2 separate regions of the Mus musculus genome follow, and region 1 is linked to region 2. Evidence: chromatin contacts called from public promoter capture Hi-C data. All regions are on one chromosome and are shown on one strand. Each heading gives the region's core, a stretch centred on a gene start, on an enhancer-like site or on the middle of the called end of the contact. The rest is flanking DNA. Distances are from core to core; before and after follow the strand shown.

Region 1 (7,192 bases), core at 1,143-3,642, 1.1 Mb before region 2:
CAGAGACCAGAACAAACAACCTCACGGTTCTTCCTCCATCTCTCCCAAGAGATGTATGGAAGGCAACAACCAGAAGGCAAAACTCCAGGTCCCTAGAGCTACGATTGGAGTCGGCCACACTGCATCCTCCTGACAAGGCATCCTCATAATAGGAAAGGCTCACATAGCAGGTCATCAAAGCCCTTCAGCTTACAAGACATCAAGCTAGGGAGAAAGACTTGGTCCCTTATAAAGCTAGTTACTAACAGCAGCACCTAACTTCTGCCCCGTGTTGTTCTTTATGTTTTGCCAAAGTATTTGAGCAGGCATTCTTTCAGTTGGCCCTCACAATTCTTACATGAGAAGAGTGTTATTACATTGTTTCACAAATGAGGAAAAAAAGTTTCAAGATGGCTGAATTATTAGACCAGGGCCTCTTCAAACTATGCTTCTCTATTTGGGCTATGATATGGAAACGTGTCAAATCCAGACCTTATCCTCCCCACATTCCACTGTCCCTTGCCCTCACCCCCTCCCCCTCCTTTTCTTCCTTCTGTCCCCACCAAGAAAGGAAGTTACCCAGAATCCCTGCAAGCTGTTCCCACCTTCAACAATGCCTCTCTCTGGGGCAAAGAGGGACACAAGAGGAAACTGACAGAGCCCCTGGATCCACTTAGCAGGGCTTGGAGTGAGAAACTCAGGGGTAAAAAACTATAGCCCAAAGAGGCTGTGATGCTGACAAGCTTGAAGCTGACTTGAAGTTTAAACAAGAAACACAAAGTGGAGCATCTCAAGCAGTGCTCTTCAGGGGCCCAGGGGGAGTAAGTGGCTCAGTGGCAGAGGGCCTCTGTGGTATGCACAGGCCCTGGGTTCAGTCTCCATCTTTAGGGAGGCCCTGGTCAGCTGATTAGTTCTCCATGAAGGCTGAGCTGTGGTACTTTAACAGTAACGGAAAAAAATTAAGAACATAAAGAACCCAAAAGCCTCTTCTTAGCTTATCCTACACCAGCCTCTGAAACTAAGGGGCCCTGCACATCTGTTCTCTGGGCAGACACCTCTCCCCTCCCCCAGCACCTCTGTCAGAACTGGAAAAGTGCTGATGCAGCAGCTTAATGGGCGTGTTTAGGGAGAAATTTCCCAGCCTCCCCTTCCTTCTGCTGGCTGTGTTCCGGGCCTCCCCTACCTAGGCCCTGACCAACTGAGATGTGGGTAGAGCTTCAGCCAAAGGGTTAAAGACTAGCTTGTATCCGAGAGAAGGGAGTCCAGAGCATTCCTACTGGAGAAGATAAGGGAATCTGAGGGAGTAGGGGGCCCTTGGGTGTGACTGAACCAGAGGGAGGAGCCCAGGCAGAGAAGCCAAGATGAGCGTAAAAGGGACAAGCTGCAACCTGGCCTCTCCAATATCCAGCTCCATACAGCAGGCCCTTTCATCTCAACGTCCATGATTCCCTGGCATCCCAAGGCACTGCCTTCCAGAACAGATGCATCCTACTCTGCCGGCAGGGTCCTAGGTTCTACAACCTCCACCAACCTACTCCTTCCTGACTCTGATGACTGAGGCAGACCCTCACCCTCTCTCTCTCTCTCTCTCTCTCTCTCTCTCTCTGAGTCCTACTGCTTCGTCTATAAACTGCCAACGCCACTCTACAAGTGTCTCTAGGGCCCTCCTCTGGTCCCAGTACTCAGAGAAACCGCCCAGGATTTAAGCAGACAGAAAGAACGGAGGCCTTCCAGTGTCTTGGTGAGAACAAAGACATATGTTGCAGAGGCCACAAAAATGCAGGCCCTTAAACTGATCCCAAGATGGAAAATCTGGGCCTGTTTCTGACCAGAGAAGGCTGGTAGAAAGAGACTCTCAGCAGAGGTTCTCTCAGCACACTTAAAGGACAGAAGTGACATGTAAGAGAGGGGTGGGGCAGAAGGGAAAGAAGGAAGCAGAGGGACAGAGCAGGGGCCCCGCAGATCTGGAGGGAGGGAGGCCCAGACCCTGCAAGCCAAACAGCAGGACAAGCTCAACACCTCTGGGGACTCTTGACTGTTCAGGAGAGAGGGAGAGGATCTGACTAGGAGGGAAAGGAAAGAACAAAACGAAGCTGTTTACCTTGGCTTTGCCCGTATTTTCCCGGGGCCCCTCCAGCTGCAGCCAAAAGTAAGGGGTGTCAGGACGGCTCTGGAAAGCGGTCACCTTGACCCTGAAGATGCGCTGGACTTGCAGCCGCTGCCGGTGTACCCGGGGCTTCGATTTTGTCTGCACCATGAACCATTCCTGCGCTGGGGGTTTACCCCCCGACAAAAGCATGGCTGTCCCTCCGGCCCCTGGAAAGCGTGAGAAGTGTCACGGGTCCCAGCACCGAGGCCCCCAGCCACCTAGCCCTGCAGCCTAAGCCACGCCTCCCCTCCTTGAGGCGCGCCCCCCGCCACCGCCTCCCTGCTGTGGGTTCTGCGACCCACCCGCCAGCGCTCCGCGCCCGCCCTCCCAGCTCCGTCCCTTTCCGCCGCAGCACGGGAGACAAACCCTTCCTGCTAAGGGTTGTAGCTAGGGGTGGGACCGAGCGGATTCCCGCCGCCCTTCCTCCCCCTCAACCACCACCCCCTCCTCCCCTTCGACCTCGAAGCCAGGCCCCCTGGATAAACTCGCCTGAGCTGCTGGATGGCTTAAAGGGGCGCTGGAGACTGAGGGAGGGAAGGAGAGGAGGCTGGGCGGGAGGGAGAGGGCCAAACAGGGTCTTGGAAGCAACTGCCTTCCACCCAAGTTTTGTGTTCAGGGGTCAAAGTTCCTTCCTCGAAGGAAGGAAAAGGAAGGATTGAAGAGTTGATCTCTGAGACCCTGGTTTTAGATTCCAAGCAGTGTTCTACACACACACACACCACATACACACCACACGCGCACACACACCACATACACACCACACGCACACACACAAACACATCACACACACACACACACATGATCCTTGGTCGTCTGGACTTCCCTTGAAAACCCTTTACTACACCCATCTCTTTGTGGCAGGAAAGGGTTAAGGGAAAATGGGGTGGAGAGACCACAGAGGCTAGGGCCTGTAGAAACTATGGGCTGGAGACCAAGCAGGACGTAAAGGGTTACAGCTCTGACCCCCACCCCCACTCTAGTCTGGGGACCGCCTGGAACTGGCTCTAGGCCCAGGCCCTGCGGAAGCCCCCCAGGGCTGGAGGGGCAGGGGGTTAGCTGCCAGAGTTTTCAGGCTCGGGTTGTTTAGGAGAACCCCTTTTTTTAGCAAGTGTGAGTTAGAGTGTGAGGAGCCAGTGGGAGGTAGGGTCTCCAATCATCCTTATCCACAGCCATATGGTTGGCATCAGTGGTCCAAGACTAGCCCTGGGCTGGGGACACTCTCAAAACCCGAGCTGCCTTGGAGACATGCTCAGTACAAAGAACACTTTATGTGGTCTTGTAGCCTGAAGTAGCCTGGCACTGGGAAGGCACAGTCTGCAGCTGGGGCCTCGAGAGAACCTTACTTTCCAAACAAACCAAGAGTCACAGTCTGACAGACACAAGTATGACCTGACCCACGGGAACAAAGGACAGCTATTTTTTTTTTTAAACTGAGTCCTTTCCTAGGACATCGGTGTTACAGAGCCACCGATGTGTGTATGTATGCAGGCCAGTGGGGAGGTGCACGCTGTGCAGAAGGGGCCCAGGGGGAAAAGATTCAGGTTACTGCCAGACTAGACTGGATGGTCAAGCCCCACCTTTACAAGGTCTCATCCCTGGAATGGAATTCAGAGAAATAAAAGGTGGGTCTGTGGGGTTCTGGGTAACGAGTTCTTCAACCCTGCCCCTCCAGAAGGCTTTGAAGTCAGAGGCTGTCTGAGTGACCCCACTTCTCTCCACTTTCCCTGCCTTTAATTGTACTATCAAAAGGCAGGCTTGGCAGGGCACATCAGAAACTCCGGGTTTGCAGAAGGCTGAGCCCAGAGGCCCTGACTCAGAAGAGGATGGAAGGGTGTGCCTCAGTTTCCCTTCCAGGAGCAAGGGAGCCACACAGCCTCTCCCCACCCCTTCTGTTAGTGATGCTAAATTCTTTCTGCCAGGGCTAAAGATGTCAGGGAGAAGCCCCAGGTTTAATCCTATGTTCAAAGAGGCCATGCAGAGGGCAGAAAGAAGCCATGCATAAGACACTTCATAAACAGATCCTTTTAAAGCAACTTATTTAAACTTTTGTGCTTGGTTGCTTTAGCTCACAGACATGGGGGTAATAGTCCAAGGCCCAGGATGGACATCAGCTCTCACAGGTAAACTTACATAATTCAGGCAATGAATTACATACCAGCGTAGCTGTGTACAGTGTACTGCGACACTTGCTAACTGGTAGTCAGTCTCCTTTCCCAGATCTTGTCTTCCTCCCCATCTCAGCTCAAGCCAATGTGTCCTAGAGATTCTCTACCCTAGAAATTCTCTCCTCCTGGACTCAGCCCTTACCACCTGCTAACCCAACCACGTGGAGAAAGTGGATTTGGCCAAAAAGCTGGCTATCACCCTTTGTCAGGAATGAGCCTACGAACCCTCAAACAAGTCAGTAAATCCCTTGGTCAGAGCTCAGGTGTCCCCTCTGCTAATGTATTCACTGAGTCAAGTTTATTCAACAATTTCAACAGGTATTTATCTGCTAGAAGCCAGGCTCTTGGGTACAGCTTTGACTTGGGTATCTATTTGCTTGTTGGAATGGGTCCTATATGACTCAGACTGCCCTAGAATTCACTACATCATTCGAACTGGCCTTGAAGTAGAAGCAATCCTCTTGTCTCTGTCTCCCGGAGACTGTGATTACTTGCATGCACCAACATACCCATCTTCTCTTAACAAACTTTGATCCGTGTATCCTCCCAGTTCCAGCTCAACTACATTCGTCGACTTTGAGGGGGAGAACGGGAGTGGAGGTTTTGAGACAGGGTTTCTCTGTGTAACCCTGGCTGTCCTGGAACTCGCTCTGTAAACTAGGCTGACCTCAAATTCAGAGATTCTCTGCCTCTGTCTCTCAAGTGAATACTGGGATTAAAGGTATCTGCCACCTTGCCTGGCCTACATTCATTAGTTCTTTACTTACAACATTAGGTTGAAAGGTGCTTGCTTTAAACCTGGCACAGGCTCTTGGCAGAGGATCCAGGTTCAGTTCCTAGCACCCACATGGTGGCTTACAACTGTAACCAGACTTTTACTACTTTGTAGGTTCTTTTTTAATCTGGCACAAATCTACCTTGAGTAGAAGGGTCCTGGCTACAGAAGAAGTAAACATCGGATAAGTGTCTAAGCAGAAGCCCCACCAGGAGTCACTTGCAGGAGGAATGAGAGGCCTCCAAGTCAAAAGATCATGCGGATTAAGGGCCCTGCCCAGGGAGCTTGATGGATGATAGGTTCTTATCATTCCAACGCTTCGGAGGGAGAGGCAGTTCTGTCATTCAAATACCTATCCCAGGTCCACACCCATCTGAGTCCCCGGGGATGGGGTGGGGAGCTTTGTGAACCAGATAGCCCTGCCTGGGACCTTTCTGTGACAATGTCTAAGAGGCCAGCATCTCCTGGACTTCACTGTATTCTCTAAGCAGCTTTCATTTACGGGTGGCTCACATTAGAGTAGAAGTGGCTTTCTGGAGATGTACAGAGATGTCAGAGTCTAAACAGACCGAAGGAGGCAAGAGTCAAGGGACCAGCTTCTAGATCACTACATAGGGTGGTTTCCCACAGTGCTCAGTACGTAGGTGGGAAACATGGTGTTCTCAGAAGAGGTGGCTGAAGATGGTTTACAGAGGGGTCTTGCCAGGCAGTGACTCCTGTCAGTCGGTAACCCACCACTTGGGAGGTAGAGGCAGGAAAACCAGGAGTTCAAGGTACAAGTTTTTCTGGGTTCTAAGGTGTTGGTGGTACTTTTTAAGCTAATGTGTGTGTGTGTTTGTGTGTGTGTTCAACTATTTTATGCTAAATTAAAGACAAACAGCTGGAGAGATGGCTCAGTGGTTAAGAACACATGTTGTTCTTGGCAGAGGACCCAGTTCAGTTCCTACCTAGCACCCACATGGTGGCTTACAACTGTAACCAGACTTTTACTACTTTGTAGATTCTTTTTTAACCACCCTTCTCCACCCCATTCCAGCCTTCCAACTCCCCAACACTAGGTAGGAGAGAACGAAGGTTAGAGGAGAGAGTGGGCATTGATATCCTTAGACTACTTCCTGCTGATTAGGGGTGTCTAGTTCCTCGGGGCAATTTTGATCTTTTCTGTCAGAATATCCAAAACTTCTCTTCATCACTTTGCACATGACCACTTGACAAATCAGCGAAAAGATCAGATCAGCTCAGGAACTTTGGAACTCTCCGGAAGGGAGAGGCTAATTAAGATTCCCCAGGCCACAGGGTGGGAACTGACCTGTGTGTGGGTGGGGACACATTCAGCTGGACAGAGCATTGCCCACCTTCAGCCATGGGAAGTCCTTGTCACCTCATTCCCTAAAGACCAATCAGTTTAAAGGGCGCACTGTTCTGCCAATCATATTGTGCCTAGTTGCTGATGCTCTATTCAGCCCCCGAAAACCATATAAAAACTCGCCAAATGGGTGCTGGGGTTCACGGTCTGGGACAACCCCAGTGCACTGGAACAATAAATTCCTCTTGCTTTTTGCATCGATCCCAGCTCCACGTGGTTCACTCAGGGGGTCCTTAGTAAACTAAGTCTCCCCGGAGTCTTACACCACAACAACACAACCTGCAACCCACAGCAGCAACCAGTGCATCCCTCTTGGGACTCCAGCATTTATGCACCCTCTCGAGTCCCCAGAATTTCAAATGTCACACACAGATAGTTTTTTAGAAACTACCTGCATCTGGCAAAATCATGCCCCAGCTACAGCACAAGGCAAACATGTCTGTGTTTTTTAAAGAAACCAAAAGTCTCACTACACGCAATCATACTGAACTCTGGTTCCAGGGTATCAGATGCCCTCTTCCGACCTCTGAAAGAACCAGTGTGCATACATACATGCAGGTAAAACACATACATAAAATAAATCAAATATTTTTAATTTTTAAATTAAAATCAAGGGTAAAATGCAAGATACCATTCTAGCCTGTGCCCTTACCTCTCACTGTCTTATTACTCGTAAGTGGGTGACTCTAGGGGCACTTGTGCCACAGCACACATGTGGAGATCAGAGGACAACTCTGGGGAGTTATTCTCTCCTTCCA
Region 2 (7,216 bases), core at 4,148-6,647:
AGATATTTTCTTTATTTACATTTCAAATGTTATTCCCTTTCTTAGTTTCCCCTCAGAAAATCCCATATCCCTTCTCCCTGTTCCTCAACCCACCCACTCCCATTCCTGGTCCTGAAAATATTTATTTCTTAATAAATTAATTGAGCCAGTGAGATGGCTCAGCCACTAAAGGGATTGCCGACAAGCCAGACAACCTGAATTTGATCCTTGGGACCCACAAAGTAGAAAAGAGACTCTAGCAAGTGTCCTCTGACCCCCACACATGCGCTACAGCACCGCCCTACCCCCCCCCCCCCAAATGAGGGAAAACAGATGAAGATTAAGGGAAAAAAATTAAAAAGAAAAGGCAAACACCAGTCAGAAAGAAAGATGAAATGAAGGCGTTCCCTCAGATGAGTAGGCCCTTTGCAGTCACCCTCTGCCTCCTGGGCATGACGCCACGTTCAAAGGAAGTTGTCTCTTCCGAAGCTTATGGGGTCCGGAGACTGTGGATGGAGAAGCCTTTGTGTTGTTACGAGGGGTAGTTAACTCATGCTCTGGTGGAGAAGATGAACCCTTGCCCTGACACCAGAGACAAAAAATTCCAGAAAATTATCCCTCTGTCTGCTGCACTTGGCCGGGTTCCAGAAATTCAGCCCAGCTCCGGTGAGAAAGAAACACAGGCACATTCCCTGCTCCTGTCATGTGTCCTTGACTCCTGTCCCTGCCCAGTCTGTCGTGGGGCCCTAGTAACTTTTAAGGCTTTCGGCGACTCCAGTACTGAGTACTTAAATATAGAGACTTCTCCCACAAGTGGTTTTTATTATGTTTGCCCAAGATAAAGAGTCATGTCTTTGCAATGATTTTGTTTCGTTTTGTGGTTCTGGAGGTCAAATTCAGAGCTTTATCCACGGTGCGCAGATGAATTTATCCACTAAATTCAGAGCTTTATTCAGGTGCTAGACCTGAATTACATATGGAGTTCTTGTTTGTTGGAACAGGGTTCACCATGGAGCCAACTCTGGCCGGGAGACCCCATTCCTCCTGCCTTGCCAACCCAGTGTTGTACACCACATTGGGGAGATTCATTTGCCTTTTTAAAAAAACTTTTCATTTTATGTGTATGGTGTTTTGCCTGCATGTGTGTCTATGCACCACATGCATGCAGTTCCTGTGTAGGCCAGCAGAGGGCGATGTATCCTCTGGAAATGGAGTTACAAGTGCTTGTGAGCTGCCACACCAGAGCTAGGAACTGAGCCTTTGTTCTCTGCAAGGACTAGTGGTTGGGTTTTTTTTTTTTTTTTTTTTTTTTTTTTGCTTGTTTGTTTGATTTTACAGACGGGTTTTGATGTGTATCCCAGGCTTGATTTAACACATTAAGTAGCCTAAGCTGCCTCGAGATCCCCCAGACTTAGTACTGAGTATCTCTAGTACTTAGTACTTAGTATCTCTAGTACTGAGATACCCATGTTCCACCATACCTAGTCATAGCTTTAGTTTTACTTATTTACATAACCATGTACGTATTTTGAGAAAGTTTCACACTATACCCCAGATTGTCCTGAACTGACATCAATGCTTTGGTTTCAGCCTCCTGTGTGTTGGGATTATAGACCTGAGCTTTCATGCCCAGTCTGTGGGCTTAGCTTTGAAGAAAGGTTCTTTCTGGCTTTGGACAACCCTGTATAAGAAGAGCGCACAGCAAGGGCTGTGAAATGGCTCAAAGGGGGCAGTCAGGCCCTCATTAGTGACCTGACTTCACAGCTCCCTCACAAAGACCAAGAATAAAGTGCAGTTAGGTCCCGAAACAAAGCAAGCCAGGAATAGAGTGGCTTGGTTGCATGCGCTGTTCTTTTGTGCTAACACGTTTTATCAGCCCTTTCTCAAGGGGACAACCAGCAGGCCCACTATTGCAGTGGTGTGCCCCCACCCCTGCCCACTCCTTTTTGACAAAGGAGTCAGTAGGTGTCAGCCACACACAACCTTTCTCTAAGATCATGAGTATTTGCAAGGAAATGACCCTTCCAGCAAACATCTTTCCTTGTTAAAGGGACCAATTTCTTATTTTCAACAAGCAAAATTATGAAACCAGTCTCCAAGTTACTGGAAATAGGACTGTACTAAAAGTAAGTGCTTTGAGAAATATCCAAAAGAGAGGTGTGTATAAATGCAGTGGTAAATGTCAGGAGGCTAGGTTAAGGCCCACGAGTTTCACTGGACAGATTAGAAGTGCCAACATCAAAAATGTCTTAAACCTTTTTCTTTTTTCTTTTTTTTTTTTTCTGTTTTTTTTGTTTTGTTTTGTTTTGGTTTTGTTTTTTTTTTTTTGTTTTTTTTGGTTTTTTTGTTTTTTTTGTTTTTCGAGACAGGGTTTCTCTGTATAGTCCTGGCTGTCCTGGAACTCACTTTGTAGACCAGGCTGGCCTCAAACTCAGAAATCCACCTGTCTCTGCCTCCCAAGTGCTGGGATTAAAGGCATGCGTGTTTTAAGTTAAAAAAAAGTTACAACATTAACTCAAAACACACCAGGCCCTGAGGCTAAATGATCCTGAGGCTAGCCTGGGCTACAGAATGTGACCCATTTCAAATCACCAGCAACAAACAGAAGACCTTGATCATGGTTTCTCTTGGTTTCTCTCCCGGTGAAAGAGGTTATTGACAAGTAGTTACAGTGTCTTGAGAAAGCTTGGTGTGAACCAGTAACAACCTGCTTTGCCCAGGACCAAATCCAGTGTTTGACCTCTAGGAAGACACTTCTTTAAGTCTTAGCCTAATATTTTAAAATACTGAAAATACAAGCTATGGGGAGGGGTTAGCTCAGTGGACGAGCCATGACTGTCAAGGCTCTACATTTCAAATCAGCAACTTAAAAATAAAAAATAAATATTCAAGAATAACTGGGTCTACCTGGGCTTGGTGGCACATTCCCTTAACCCCAGCAGAGCTCTGTGAGTATCTGGCTAACTTGGTCTACATGACCAGTCCCAGGCCAGCCAGGGTTACTTAGGGAGACCCTGTCTAAAACAAACACAAACACAACAAAAATTGGCTTTGTTAGCCAGACTTGGGGCTGTGCACCTTGAATCTCAGCACTTGGGAGGCAGAGGTGGGCAGATCACTCTGAGTTCAAGGCCAGCCTTATCTATATAGTGAGGTGAAGGCCAGACCCTGGCTCAAAACTGATGGAGAGGGGGAAATGAGACATTGTTCAGGAAAGTTGTACAGCAGTGTTTAAACTCAAAAAGGAAAGTTAGAACACAAAGATGGATGAGGACCAGATCTGCGAATTGAGTAACCAAAATATAAGGAATGTCCATTAATTTTTTTCACAAATTTTTCTCGACGAATTACACTGAGACATCTTTCTTTCTTGTGACCAATACTAGCTGTATGGATTTTTGAGGCACGCAGCATTTATGCCATGATAACGTCACCAGCCTAGAGACATAGTAAGAATGAAAGGCCCCTGTGAAGAGGGAGATCCATTTTCTAGATTTCATATCTCACCATCAATAAGCAGCTGCAAACCACTCATAAATCCCAAATACTAAAGAAACAAAAATATCAGTTTTTAACAAGCCTCCCTTTCCCGTTCGGTGCCACACTGAACCCACCCACCCCCAAATCTGTTTGGTTCGAGATTTATAGAACTTGTAATTGTCTTTATTTTCCAACTTCTCAGATCTGGAGGCTTGCACATTACTCTGTGTTTGCACACCTTTCTGGAGAGATTCCCAAATCCATCACACACTAAGCCTGCGCCATCTAAATGGAAACGACAAAGTATCACTGAAAGAACTCACATTTGAGAAGCAGAAAGGTTTTATCCCTTGATGTTGCGATCTGGGCAGAAGTCTTCAAATTGGATTTGCTTAATAATGAAACCATCAAATGTCCCCGTGTGCTTCCTAAGCTTGTTTAAAAAAAGACCAGAGACAATTCACTTTCCTCCATGTCCCCTCACTTCCTCCCTGGGAGTCTTGTGCTATCTAGCCCAACCTTGTCTGTTTTCTCTGTTGAAAATGATTTACACGATCCCCCACTCTCTTCTCTTTTTGCTGAGGCTTTCAATCTGCTGTATCTTAGAGCAGCAAAAGGAGAAGGAGTTGAGATCTCAACCTTTGAAACCTCTTGATACTTGCTGAGTAGGGTGAGCAAGGGGCAGGCGGGAAGGGAGACCGTTCATTGTCTGGACTTTACCCTATCCGGAAGAGCCGTTCTAGATAGCTTAGCCAACCCCATTCCTAAAGGGCTTAACTTTTTTATTTTCTTGAAAAGTCCAAGTTTTTTAGTGTTTTTCTTAAAAAAATGAGTGAAGCCAAATTTGCGTAATTAGTGGTCAGATTGGGGAATTTAGTTTGTCTTATTGAGACAGAATTTCACTTTGGACCTCTGGCTAGCCTTAAACTCAAGGAGATCTGCCTGCCTCTGCATCCCAAGTGCTCGGATTAAAGATGTGTGTGCCACCAGGCCCTTTGGAATTTTATTTTTTAGACTCATTTTAAAATCAAATCATTTTGTATAGACTATGTAAAAAAAAACTTTAGTTTTTCAGCATGGTCTATAATATTGTTTCATGGTTGTTTTGTTGTTGTTGTTTTCTTCAAAGCACTTTACAGTTAGAAATAGACACAGTTCTTGAGGTGGAGCAACTGTTTTGAATTACATTCTTCAAGGAAATGGGGGTGCAATGTTAATATTCTTAACCATTACCATTCTTAGCATCAACACGTCTGTTTCATGATCGGTGAGGGGCTCACGACCTCCTGTCTGAAGTTCAAATAATTTGTGATAAAATATTAGGGGTCATGGGGCAGGCCAGAATCCTCCTTATCCTGCTTCGGAAAAACGTTGCAACTACCCCATATTCTTCATAATTTTATTTAGCTTTCATGACAGTCCCTAAAAGAAACTCTTCAGCTTAAAGTTCTTCCACATTGCCCCCCCCCACACACACCAAAACCACCCCCTATTTCATGAAACAGCTTGATGGCAATATCTCTGCAGCTTTCTCGACCTTGTCCTCAAATGATCCACACCTAAACATCTTAGTACACTGGCCAGTGTGTTTCTGAAGGCATTAGAAGCCCGCAGAACCGTGTGCCCTTATAGAGTTCACAAATGCTGTGCGACCTGAGATGAAGCCTTGGCTAGTGACTTCCCCCTGCGGCCCACCCTTCCCTTGCTCCCACTATGAAAAGAAAAGAAAATGTTTTAAGCCCCTTCCTCCGTGATCTTTGGGGGTAGGGGGTACTAATAATTAAATAGAAGAAGAGGGAGGAGATGCGGCTTAAGGATGGAGGAGGTGGGGGGCGGAGCCTCGGTCCGCAAATAAACGCCGCAGCCGAAAGGGAAGCACATTCGCGAGCGCAGCAGCCACCCTGCCCTCACAGATGGAGCGATCTGCGGAGTGAGCACGGAGCTCGGAGCCGACAAGGGCGAGAAGGAAGGGGCGACCGCAGCAGGTGGAAACCTGATCCAGAGCCGGCGAGCAAGAAAGTACCTGAGCACGGCTCCTCCTCCGCTCCCTCAGCTAAGAAGAACTACTTTTACCCTCATCGTAGAAGAGACTTAAGGGAAGGTGGAGGCGATCTGTTTCATTAGGAGGGCTGCAGGGAAATCCTGACCAGAGCAAGCCGCCGCCCGGTACACCGAGCAGAGCGATCCTGGGCTTCTGAAGATAAACGCTTTCCGGAGAATTCCAGCTGGAGTCGCTGGTACAGTTCTATTTTTGTATTTATATATATATATATTCTTTGCCTTCCATTTAAAAACACGGCCCTTGTTTGTTAGGCAGTGACACGTGTGACTCTCATTTGCTGTCACTTTTAGAGGGTAGGAGCGCACTCTGTTTTCGGAAAAGGGCGTTCTAATTGGAAACTCTGTTTTTCCACATATCTATACGTTTACACGCACGAGCGTTTAGAAAAAGACTGCTCTTTTTCGCTTTGGGTGGTCGGAACCCTACGGAGAAAGATGGAAAAGGGAGCCCGCCAGCGAAACAACACCGCGAAGAACCACCCGGGTTCTGACACCAGCCCTGAGGCCGAGGCTAGCTCGGGAGGGGGCGGAGTAGCCCTGAAGAAAGAGATCGGATTGGTCAGCGCCTGTGGTATCATTGTAGGTGAGTCCAGGTCCTTTGCGGCCCCCGGCGCCATCCCACCCTCTCTCCGGGGGTCCTTCGAGGGACTTTAACCCCGCCAAAGCCTCAAAGGCAGCTTTGCTTTGTCTGTGACTTGTGTTGTCCAACTGCACCGGTCAAGTCGGAGCTATGGAAGTGATGTCTGTCATACATCGCTTCAGCCAAGCCAGGCTGAGCTGTTCTCTCCTTAGAATAGAACAAACAAGAGTCAGGAACCATACAGGCTCTGCGTCCCAAGTATTGCCTGGGAATTTATTAGAAGTGTAACAAATTCTTTCCGGCTTGTCACTAGGCAGTTCTGATCCAGGAGAGCCTAATTCGGGCTGACACATGGATTTTTAACTAGCTTCTGTGCAGCCACCCTCTGCAGGCTGTGAATCTGTGTTTGAAGCATATTTAGTATTATGTTGTCTTATGTTATGAAGCACTGTGGTGTGTAATGCCTCGAATAGTAAAAAAACAGTAATAAAAATGCTTTATAATCATGGTTCTTCATAGGCTGGCCCATCCTATGAAGCACTTGTGAAACAGATGTGACAGCCGAGCTGTCTCAGATGAGGAAAATATGGAAGGGAGAACCAGCTGACTTGACTGTGTTCTTGAAATGGAGTTTTCCAGGTTTTTTTGTTTTTGTTTTTTTGTTTTTTGTTTTTTTCTGGTTACCTAGTTGGGGGCGCCTGTCTGTTAACACCCACAGAAGACCCTGTGAGGTTCTTAGCGGGAACTGGGAGGTGGTAGATTGTGGGGTACAGGAGGAATTCATGGGTGAAATGTGTGCTCTGGCTTGGAAGCTCTTTAGGAGAGGAGCTGGGTGATCCAGAGAGAACCAGTATAGGTCTCGCTTCCCAAGAGCACATGTGCAAGGCTCGGGCTTCCAGAGACAACTCCCTTGCCTACGTAGGACACTCTTGTCTTTGCAAGGAAGCCCTGCAAATGGGTGCTGGGCTGTGGCTCATCACTGCCCTCTCTCCCAAAGGGGGCTTTGGTCTGCTATCTTTGGTGGAGGGCTTTGTCCCAGGGAAAGTACGACAAGACTCTCAGTCTCAGACGCGTCTCCGTGTTCTCTCTCTCCGGAGTTCCTTGGTGAAGGTATAC

Evidence for each region. Promoter capture Hi-C pulls out the DNA fragments that hold promoters and counts their contacts.
Region 1: a promoter capture Hi-C map of liver shows a contact between it and region 2, with 2.5 times the contacts expected there. The contact joins the promoter of Nynrin here to the promoter of Slc7a8 in region 2. A contact is called at or near these places in 2 of 39 promoter capture datasets (the C10 cell line and liver).

What each region holds. Positions count from the first base shown.
Region 1 is chr14:55,849,315-55,856,506 of GRCm38.p6, reverse strand. It overlaps Nynrin (NYN domain and retroviral integrase containing), which reads right to left and starts at 2,392. Exons shown (of 8, transcript NM_001040072.1): 1 at 2,081-2,392. The coding sequence starts at 2,278.
Region 2 is chr14:54,780,067-54,787,282 of GRCm38.p6, reverse strand. Slc7a8 (solute carrier family 7 (cationic amino acid transporter, y+ system), member 8) reads left to right here and starts at 5,397. Exons shown (of 11, transcript NM_016972.2): 1 at 5,397-6,103. The coding sequence starts at 5,956. It also overlaps a transcript of Rnf212b not described here.